Regions from separate parts of the Sus scrofa genome. Here region 2 is linked to region 1. A link is a contact called in public HiChIP or PLAC-seq data. All regions are on one chromosome and are shown on one strand. The core of a region is the stretch at or near the end of the contact, and the rest is flanking DNA. Distances in the headings are between cores, read along the strand shown.

Evidence for each region. HiChIP or PLAC-seq counts read pairs in DNA pulled down with a chosen protein or histone mark.
Region 2: a contact with region 1 is called in an H3K27ac HiChIP or PLAC-seq map of alveolar macrophages. The contact joins two enhancer-like sites. A contact is called at or near these places in 2 of 2 datasets of contacts at active chromatin or transcription factors (alveolar macrophages and skeletal muscle).

The regions. Positions count from the first base shown.
Region 1 is chr13:10,084,999-10,089,759 of Sscrofa11.1, forward strand. All of the region lies in intron 2 of UBE2E2 (UB2E2), which reads left to right. Among named protein-coding and RNA genes, the nearest start is that of UBE2E2, 83 kb to the left of the region's middle. Within about 2 kb of position 1,828, at least 1 of the 83 cell types and tissues checked has an H3K27ac peak or open chromatin away from gene starts, as enhancers often do. A contact at or near this core is called in alveolar macrophages, where this site is marked.
Region 2 is chr13:10,525,080-10,529,840 of Sscrofa11.1, forward strand. No RefSeq gene overlaps it. Among named protein-coding and RNA genes, the nearest start is that of NKIRAS1, 190 kb to the right of the region's middle. Within about 2 kb of position 2,097, at least 3 of the 83 cell types and tissues checked have an H3K27ac peak or open chromatin away from gene starts, as enhancers often do. A contact at or near this core is called in alveolar macrophages, where this site is marked.

The DNA.
Region 1 (4,761 bases), core at 578-3,077:
AGGTGTTATTTTAAATTCCTCATTCATTCTGTGGCAACTACGTCTTCTGTACGAGGTGCTAGAGCTATTATAATGGTGAAGAAATGTATCAGTTATTTATTGCTACATAACAAACTACTTCAAAATGTAGTGAGTTAAATATTTATTATCTCATAGTTTCTTTGGTTCAGGAGTTTGAATATAGTTTAGCCATGTTCAGCTTGGGGTCTCTCATGAGGTTGCTGAATAATAGTCATCTGAAGGTTTGACTAGGGTGGAGGATCTTCTTTCATGGTGGCTCAGCCACATGCCTGCCAAGTTGGTACTGGCTGTTGACAAGAGGCCACATATTTTCCACATGTGGGTCCCTCTACAGGTTGCTTAAGTGCCCTCAAGACAAGGTGGTTGGCTTCCACCAGAGCAAACTTTCGGGAGGGAGAGGAGGAAAGGGGGGAAAGGGAAGGGGAGGGTGCAGAAGCTGTCTAAAAAGAATCCTTCGGGAGTTCCCGTCGTGGCGCAGTGGTTAACGAATCCGACTAGGAACCATGAGGTTGCAGGTTTGGTCCCTGCCCTTGCTCAGTGGGTTAACGATCCGGTGTTGCCGTGAGCTGTGGTGTAGGTTGCAGACGCGGCTCGGATCCCGCATTGCTGTGTCTCTGGCGTAGGCTGGTGGCTACAGCTCCGATTCAACCCCTAGCCTGGGAACCTCCATATGCCGCGGGAGCGGCCCAAGAAATAGCAAAAAGACAAAAAAAAAAAAAAAAAAAAAAAAGAATCCTTCATAAGTCACATAGCATCAGTTTTATCATATAACATCCTTTTTATCAGAAGCAAAGCACTAGGCCTGGCCCACATTCAACAAGAGGGGAATTATTTAGACCCTACCTTTTGAAGGAGAGGAGTCAAAGAATCCACGGACATTTAAAAGTCACCACAGTAAAGCATCTTTCTCTTCCAGGTATTGAATTTTATAGGTACCTTTGACTGTATTTACATTAGTGACCATAGCCTAGTGTTATCTAACACTGAATTATAGTTACTAATGTAAACACCAAAATGCAGTGAGAAAGGGCTCTAAGAGCAATATGTATAAAAGGCACGCCCTTTTTTGATAACCACTAATTTGGTGATTTTGACTTGGACGTCCTACCATTTTCTCAAATTCTGACTTGCCAACCATATCCCCAAACTAGCTCTCTCTGCTTCCTGTTATCATTGTTAACAATTTCTCTGTGAGTCACCTTGATTTGAGGCTGAGTCACCTTTCAAATACCACAGTATAAGCAGTCCTCAGGAATGGCTCATGCTCACCTTTTCACTTCCATTTCTTGTGTCCCAACATATCCCTCCTTCTTACTGCCCTTTTACTCAAATAATGATTTCTTAGTTCCTCAATCATTTAAGGTTCTGAGATCTCCCAAATTCTATTTCTAGTCTTCCGCCTTTTTTTCTTTTTAAAGACCTGCTTCATTAGGCTTCCCCACCCAAACTGGAGAGCTTCTCTACCACAGGGAATGTGCTCAATATGTTTCTAAAGTTGTTTTTCTATGGGATAAAAAATGAAGTTCCTGTAGCTAAAGAATTCTCTTAGACCTAAATGTTGAGAGAGAAAGGATGTTAGGTTGACTCCATTGTGGAGAAGCTTTTGGAGGGAAGATAGGGGATGAGGAGGAAGGAGACAAGATCTCTTCAGGTGATGCAGAGGAGATGAGTGGAAGAATTCAACCTGAAATCAGGTAATCTTGATTGACAGAATGAACGTCCAGGCACTTAACAATAGTGTGGGTAAGATAATGGTGATGTCATTATTTACTAGACTGTGTAGCAAGATTCTCAGTAGGAGGGAGAGAGCTCTCCACTGTGCATGGATAGGGGAAGATGGAAGACCATTAGTAGTCAGAAAGACCTGGGCTGTCAGTGGCTGCTTGTGCAGCCTTAGGCAAGTTGCTTACATTCTCTGGTCTTTAGTTTCTCAATCTGGGAAAATAAATGGTTTGGATTAGATCATTTCCAGTGCTAACATAATATGCCTTGGACAAGAACTTAGATATAATCGAAACAATTGAATTTCACTATTTTTAAAACAAATTTCCCCAATTTATTAATTCCATTAAAAACAACTTTAGAAATAATGTTGAGAACATTTACTAATTACATCTCCTTTGGTTGAATCTCTCCAATTTTCATTTATTAAGTGGAAGCCAGTATGAAATCAGATTATGCTACTATTACTGAAGTTGCTATTTCATAAACATATATTTAAAAAAATACATTGTCATTGGGTTATAATTTGAAATTGTTCCTTAGAGAAACACTTTCCAAACTTACAGGCATGAAAGAATTAAGATGGCCAATATATCTGTGTAAATAATAATCTGTTTATATACTATCTTGTAAATTAATATTAACTTATATAGTTGTATTATTTTGATTGTATTCTTCCCAGTGTTCTGGTTGTTAAAAAATATTTTCATGACAAAGGAGAATGTGTGTTAATTCTAAGAACTCAGTGAACATTAAATGGAGAGAAATTGATAACATGTTAACTTTAAAGGATTTTCAAATCATGACTTCTTATTTTAAACTGTAAACCAAATTTATATTGTAATTAATCTAAATTGACCATGTCAGATTAACCACAATTGTTTAAAACTTGGTTTTATAAACATTTTAATCTTCCAAAGTAAACAGAAAGGAGTTGTTGGGTCTATTGTTTTTTTTTTGCTCTTTCCCTGCCTTTGCGCTGATAATTTCTTTGGTCTGAAATGGGCCTAGCTGTTCTGCTAGGACTTAAGTTCTTGGTGAGAAGGGTTACAGGTAAACACAGGTGCCTTAAATACAGTGATCTTTACTTTCCTAGAAATGTTTTTGTGTTGATCTTTGTATTACACTGTGATTTCTTCATCTTACAGCTGATGCTTATATATAGTGCTGACCATGTGCCAGACCCATTCTGAGCACTTTTATATGTATTAACACATATGATTTTCAGGACAACCCTTGACAAAAGGCTGTGTCCTTCCCTTTTTTACAGATTGTCCTTCTCCTTTGATATCAGGTAGCTAGGCCATAGCTGTAGATGAGATCCCCAGATCTGGCCAGCATTCATGGTTTGTACCCAGTGGTGGGCTCAGAGATGAGTCTTCTTTCAAGCATACCTTAGCAGCAGCCATATCTGAGAGCACCATTCCCAGGAGAAAACCACGTTTTACTTGGATGGTCACAGTGCCTGATACAGAGATGCCCAATGCTGAAACCTGGGAATTGTCCTTACCATCTTTTTTCCCTTAATTCCTTAAGCTCTGTTAGTTCCACCAAGACAGTGTTTCCCTTTATGAGCCCCCTTCTCTGTGCCATTGGCAGAGTTAAAGCTTTGTTGTCTCCAGTCTGACCTGTTTCAAGTGATAGCCCCACACTGCTCTTTGTGCCCTTTTAGGTATTCTTCTTCCCTAATTCTTTGCAAGTTGTAGGCTGGAATAGCTCCCCCCACACATACCTTTTTTGGTAACAGTTTTATTAAGCTGTTCACCATTTAAAGTATACAAATGAGTTAGAATATTCACAGAGCTTCTTTGCCATCACTCCCGAAAGAAGCCCTGTACTCATGAGCGCTCACTCTCTCTCCATTTCCCCATACCTCCAGCCTCAGGGATCTGCTAATCTGCTTTCCAACTCTGGAGGTTAGTCTGTTCTGGATATTTCACATAAATGGGGTTATACATGCTTTTTGTGACTGACGTCTTTTGCGTAACATTCCTAAGGTTCACTGTTCAGAGAGGTTACTTATTTGCCCTGAGTGCAGCCAGAGACTGATTTGTAGCACAAATGTCTTTCCTTAATTGTTCCTCAAAAGGCCTAGCTTTGATCATAGGTATAGCATTCAGGACCACCAGAGATTATCAGGGTTTTAGTGGTTTTTTTTTGTTTTGTTTTTATGGCTGCACCCACTGCATATGGAACTTCCCAGGTCAGGCACTGAAATCAGTCCACAGCTTCGACCTACACTACAGTTGCTGCAATGCCAGATCCTTTAACCTACTGCCCCTGGTTGGGGATTGAATCTGTGCCTCTGCAGCAAACTGAGCTGCTGCAGTTGGACTCTTAACCCACTGTGCTACAGTGGGAACTCCTAGTGGGTTCTCTTTGACTACCCTCTTCATCCCCTAGTCTCTTGTCTACTATCACACTCAGCTGTCAGCCTCTTAATTTCTAGCTCTGCGAGTTTTCTAGGGCTTCTGTAACAAATTACCACAAACCGAGTGACCTAAAACGGCAGAAATTGATTGTCTCACAGTTCTGAAGTCTAGAAGTCCGAAATTAAGGTATCCTGAGGGCCTTCATTCCTCTGAAACCTGTAGGGGATTCCTTCCTTGACTATTCTGACTTCTGGTGTTGCCAGCAGTCCTTGCACTCATTTGGCTTGTAGGTGCATCTCTACCGTCTCTGCCTCTGCCTTCTTCACACAGCCATCTTTCCTCATGTGTCTGTCTTGGCATGTTCTCATCTGCATGTGTGCATCTGAATTTTTCTCCTTATAAGGACACCAGTCATACTAGATTACAGTCTGCCCTAATGACCTTTATCTTTAACTTGATTATATCTGCAGAGACCCTGTTTCCAAATGAGGTCACATTTACAGATGGGAGGTGGTTAGGACTTCAAACTTTTGGAGGAGGGAATTCCACCCCAGCAATAGCTGATTGCTCTTGTTTGCAATAATGCTCCAGGGCACAGATTGCCACACTTGCTGTCCAAACAATGTCTGGTTCCTTGGCCAGGATT
Region 2 (4,761 bases), core at 847-3,346, 440 kb after region 1:
CCTCACAAAGACAATATCGGGTCCTTAACTCACTGAGCCACAACAGGAACTTCTATTTTGATGAGTTTTACTTACTAAGTACCTGCACTGGAATAACCAGCCACCTTCTTGATCAAGATATAGACCACATGGGAGCTCCTGTTGTGGCGCAGCGGAAACGAAGCCGACTTGGAACCATGAGGTTGTGGGTTCAATCCCTGGCCTTGCTCACTGGGTTAAGGATCCAGCATTGCCACGACCTGTGTTGTAGGTCACAGACACAGCTCGAATCTGGGGTTGTTGTGGCTATGGTGTAGGCTGGCATCTACAGCTCCGATTCAACCCCTAGCCTGGGAACTACCATATTTGCTATGATGCAGCCCTAAAAAGACAAAAGACAAAAAAAAAAAAGGGTATAGACCACATCCATCACCCCCCCCAGGAGGTCCCCCCATGTCCCTCTCCAGGCCACCCTGAACCCTGTGTTCTGCTCCAGAGGCATGCACTGCAAGCCTATCACCTTAGCTCAGATTTTTTCCTAGAACATCTAGGACTTCACATACGTATAACCATACAGTGAGTATATGTGCTGATTTGGTTTGAGTGTCTTTTGTTCAGTCTAACGTCTTCAGAATCATCCATGCTGTCTCATCAGGAGTTGATGCCTTTTGATTACTGAGTAGAATGCACCCCAATTTATTCATCCTTTAGTAGCAACTTTTATTTACTGAGCATTCACTCGGCCAAATACCATGCTAAGCTCATCCCAGACCATGGCTCATAATAACTAGAAAAGGTAGGCGTGCAGGCCGTTGGAGGGGATTTTTAGTTGCAATTCTATCTTTTGCTGTCACCTGGTCTGTCATCCTGTGTGGTCCTGGTGGAAGGTTAAATGCAGGAAATTCAAACCTTCTTGATGAAGCTGAAGCCCAGCCTGAGGGAGAGGGTGGGGTGAACTTGGCCTGGCCAGTCCCATGCCTTCTCCAAGGGGCCTGAGTGAGTGAGGAAGGCTGCCATGCAGGGGACAGCCACACGTGGATCCTTCCCGCTGTGTGGCCTCTGCCTTGGCTCCTGCCTGGCTTTCTGCATCCTGGCCTCCTGCATCTCCTCCCTGCCCGCAGGATTCCCTCGATTGCAGTAACTTCCCCTCTTGTTTAATGTGGCAAACTTGGTTTCTGTCCTTGTCTGTACAATGGGGATAATACCTTTTACTGTACACTGGGTCTTATGCCCATTGTACAGACAAGGAAACCAAAGCCCAGGGGCAGCGACTCTCCCGGGGTCACACAGGCTGCCACACGGCAGGAGGGGGAGTAGAACTCAGTGGATCCCAATCCAGGACCAGAAAGGCAGCTTCACCCTGACTTCCATAGCACCAGCCTCTCTGGCCGTATGACCTTGTCTCCATCCTGGCCCCAGGACAGCCATCATGCCATCCCGAGGAGAAATGCACACACCCTTTTTTTAGCCCTCCACTTCTCTCTCTTTTAATTTTATTGGAGTGTAGTTGACTCACAGTGTTGTGTTGTTTCAGGTGTACAGCAAAGTGATCAGTTATATAGAGAGAGATATAGCCATTCTTTTTCCCCATATGGGTTATTACAGACTATTGAGTAGTTTTCTCTGTGCTGCACAGTAGGTCCTTGTTACTTACCTATTTTATATACATGAGCGTGTATCTTATTCTCGTCCTCCTAATTTATCCCTCCCCACCGCGGCTTCCCCTATGGCAACCATAAGTTTGGTTTCGAAATGTGTGAGTTTGTTTCTGTTTTATAAATAAGTTCTTTCGTATCATCAAAACGTCTACAAACAATAAATGCTGGAGAGGATGTGGAGAAAAAGGAACCCGCCTACACTGTCAGTGGGAATGTAAATTGGTGCAGCCACTGAGAAGAACATTATGAGGTTCCTTAAAAAATAAAAATAGGAATTCCTGCTGTGGCACAACGAGATCGGCAGCATCTTGGGAGCGCTGGGACACAGGTTCAATCCCCAGCCGGCACAGTGGGTTAAGGATCTGGCGTTGCTGAATCTGCGGCTTAGATCGCAGCTAAGGCTCGGATCTGATCCTTGGCCTGGGAACTCCACATGCTGCAAGGTGCCCAAAAAAGAAAAGAAAAAAAAAAGGAACTGCCATATGACCCAGCCATGCTTCTGCTTTTCTTAAACAAAGCCCAACAGGGAGCTTAAGATTCTTCATCTCAAAACTCTGCCCTGTCCAACCTGCAGAATCCTGCATCTAACCCATGTAAGCATGTCTCGTAACCACGTCTCTCGTCTTCAGATGAGAAAGGAAAACCCATCCTTACACGGTACAATCCTCCCCGCCTTTCCGTGGCTTAGCTGAGCGTTACTTCTAAACCCTTATTCTGATCTTTGTTTCATGTTTACAGAAGCGGATGCCTTTTACTCCTTTCTCCTGACAGGAATAATCCCTTTGGAATTCAAGCTTTAGAGAGTAGCTCCTTGGGTTATTGAGAGGCAACCCTCCTCCTGCTTCAAAGAGGGGTCTGAGGCCGAGCCAGTCTACAGAGACACACACCTCACTGGCCTGGGAGGGGGAGGGAGTAGCACAGGCAGCCGGAGGCAAAGGTGCTCTGGATCCTGGCTCAGATCTGGCCTCTCCCTTCAGCCAGCTTCCCCTCCATTTCTTTACTTTCTTTTGCACCAAGAGCAACCTAGACATAGAAGAGAGGAGTTCCTGTCGAGGTTCATCAGGTTAAAGAGCCGCCGTAGTGTCTATGAAGATGCAGGTTCTATCCCTGGCCCCACCGAGTGGGTTAAGGATCTGGGGCTGCCATGAGCTGTGGTGTCGGTTGCAGACGTGGCTCAGATCCCATTTTGCTGTGGCTGTGGTGTAGGCTGGCAGCTGTAGCTCCGATTGGATCCCTAGCCTGGGAACTTCCATGTGCCGCATGTTCAGCCCTAAAAAAAAAAAAAAAAAGAAAGAGGAGGCATGAGTGAGGCTCTCAGCCACAGGGACAGGGGTGGGTGCATAAAGATGGCACTGGGACATCGCCAGGGCCCGGTGGGGAGGATAGTGCCCCCATCAGCCTGTCCTGGATTCTGAGATTCCCTGGGCATTGAAACATGAGGTCATCCTGAAGGAAGAGTACAAGTGTGGTGGACACAGTGATTCTTACCCCAGATCCTACCTGGGTCGCCCAGCTGCCAGGAGGAGGGTGGTTGGCAGACCGCCTCAGATGTCATCCCCTGCAGAGGTGGCTTCTTCTGCAGGGAGCCACTGACACCAGGGTGCACCTGCCAGGGGCGGCCACATCCAGGACTGAGGGCAGTGGCTCAACTCGGGACAGTGCTGAAAGGCGTGAGTCCTCCTCACTGTCTTTCGCTCCCTCCCACCATTGTTGGTCCCACGGGTGCTCCCAGATAGCTGCCTGCTTGGGAACTCTGTGCATTTATTTCCAGGAGAGTCCAACCTGGGAGGCAGAGACTGCCCACATATGAGTTAACATTCTAACATTTAAAAAGGCAATGCTCTATGGTTGTACTTTCATAGGACAATGACAAAATCAATGTTTTATGTTGACTCACTGCACTCTGCATCAGTGAATTTCCTCAGTCCTCAGTGCAATAGCCTCCTGCCTGTCACGCAGAGATAAAAGTTCCTAGAGGTAGTTACTACTGTCCTCCCATTTTACAGATGAGGTGACCAAGGACCAGGTGGAAACAGGACTTGCCCAAGGTGGTGAGACTCCGGGATAGAACCAGGAGGTTGGTTCCAGAATCTGTGTTTCCAGCACCACGCCAACCTTCCTCTCCACCCTCGGACTAGTTCTTCCTCCGGGGCTGGGGCAGAGGTCAAGGGCTGTGTCTCAATTGAAACATCATCAGGAGCAGGAAGGTGAACATTCACGGTAAGAAGATGAGAGGAAAGAAGAACATGAACTTGAACATAAATGGCAAATCCCTGGGTTCCCTGGTGGCGCAGCAGATTAAGGATATGGGGTTGTCACTGCAGCGGCTCTGGTCACTCCTGTGGCACAAGTTTAGTCCCTGGCCAGGGAACTTCTGCATGCCATGAGCACAGTCAAAAAAATTTTTTTAATTTAAAAATAAAATAAGCGGGCAAATCTCAAAAGCCGTTTTGTTCCAGTTAAAGACATGATTCTCGTAGAAATGCAAAACAAACATGTGCCAGATGTTGGTTTAAACTGATGGTATTAGTTTCCCAAGGCTAATGTAACAAATTACCACTCACCACTCACCAGTGGCTTAAACCAGTAGAAAACTGCCCTTTCTTAGCTCTGGAGGCCAGAAGCCCCACTTTCTTTGGAGGCTGCACTCCCTCCAGAGAAAGGTTTTAAAGGAAAACTCTTCCCTGCCTCCTAGTCACTGTTAACTTGAGCTTCCTGCATCCTCACTGGCCAGTGGGCAAACCTCACTGCTCTCTGCCCTCATCTTCATATCACCTCCTCCCCCAAGTCGTCTCTGCTGTCTCCTGAAAGGCCACTAATCATTGGAAACAAGGCCCATGTGAGAAACGCAGGATGATCTCACCTCAAAAGCCCTATGTCAAAGTTCCCATTATGGTGCAATGGAAACAAATCCGACTAGGAACCATGAGGCTGCGGGTTTGATTCCTGGCCTCACTCAGTGGGTTAAGGATCTGGCATTGCTGTGAGCTGTGGTATAGGTCACAGACGAGGCTCAGACCCCCCATTGCTGTGGCTGCGGCGTAGGCTGGCAGCTGTAGCTCCAATTAGACCCCTAGTCTGGGAACCTCCATATGCCTCAAATGCAGCCCTAAAGAGCCAAAAA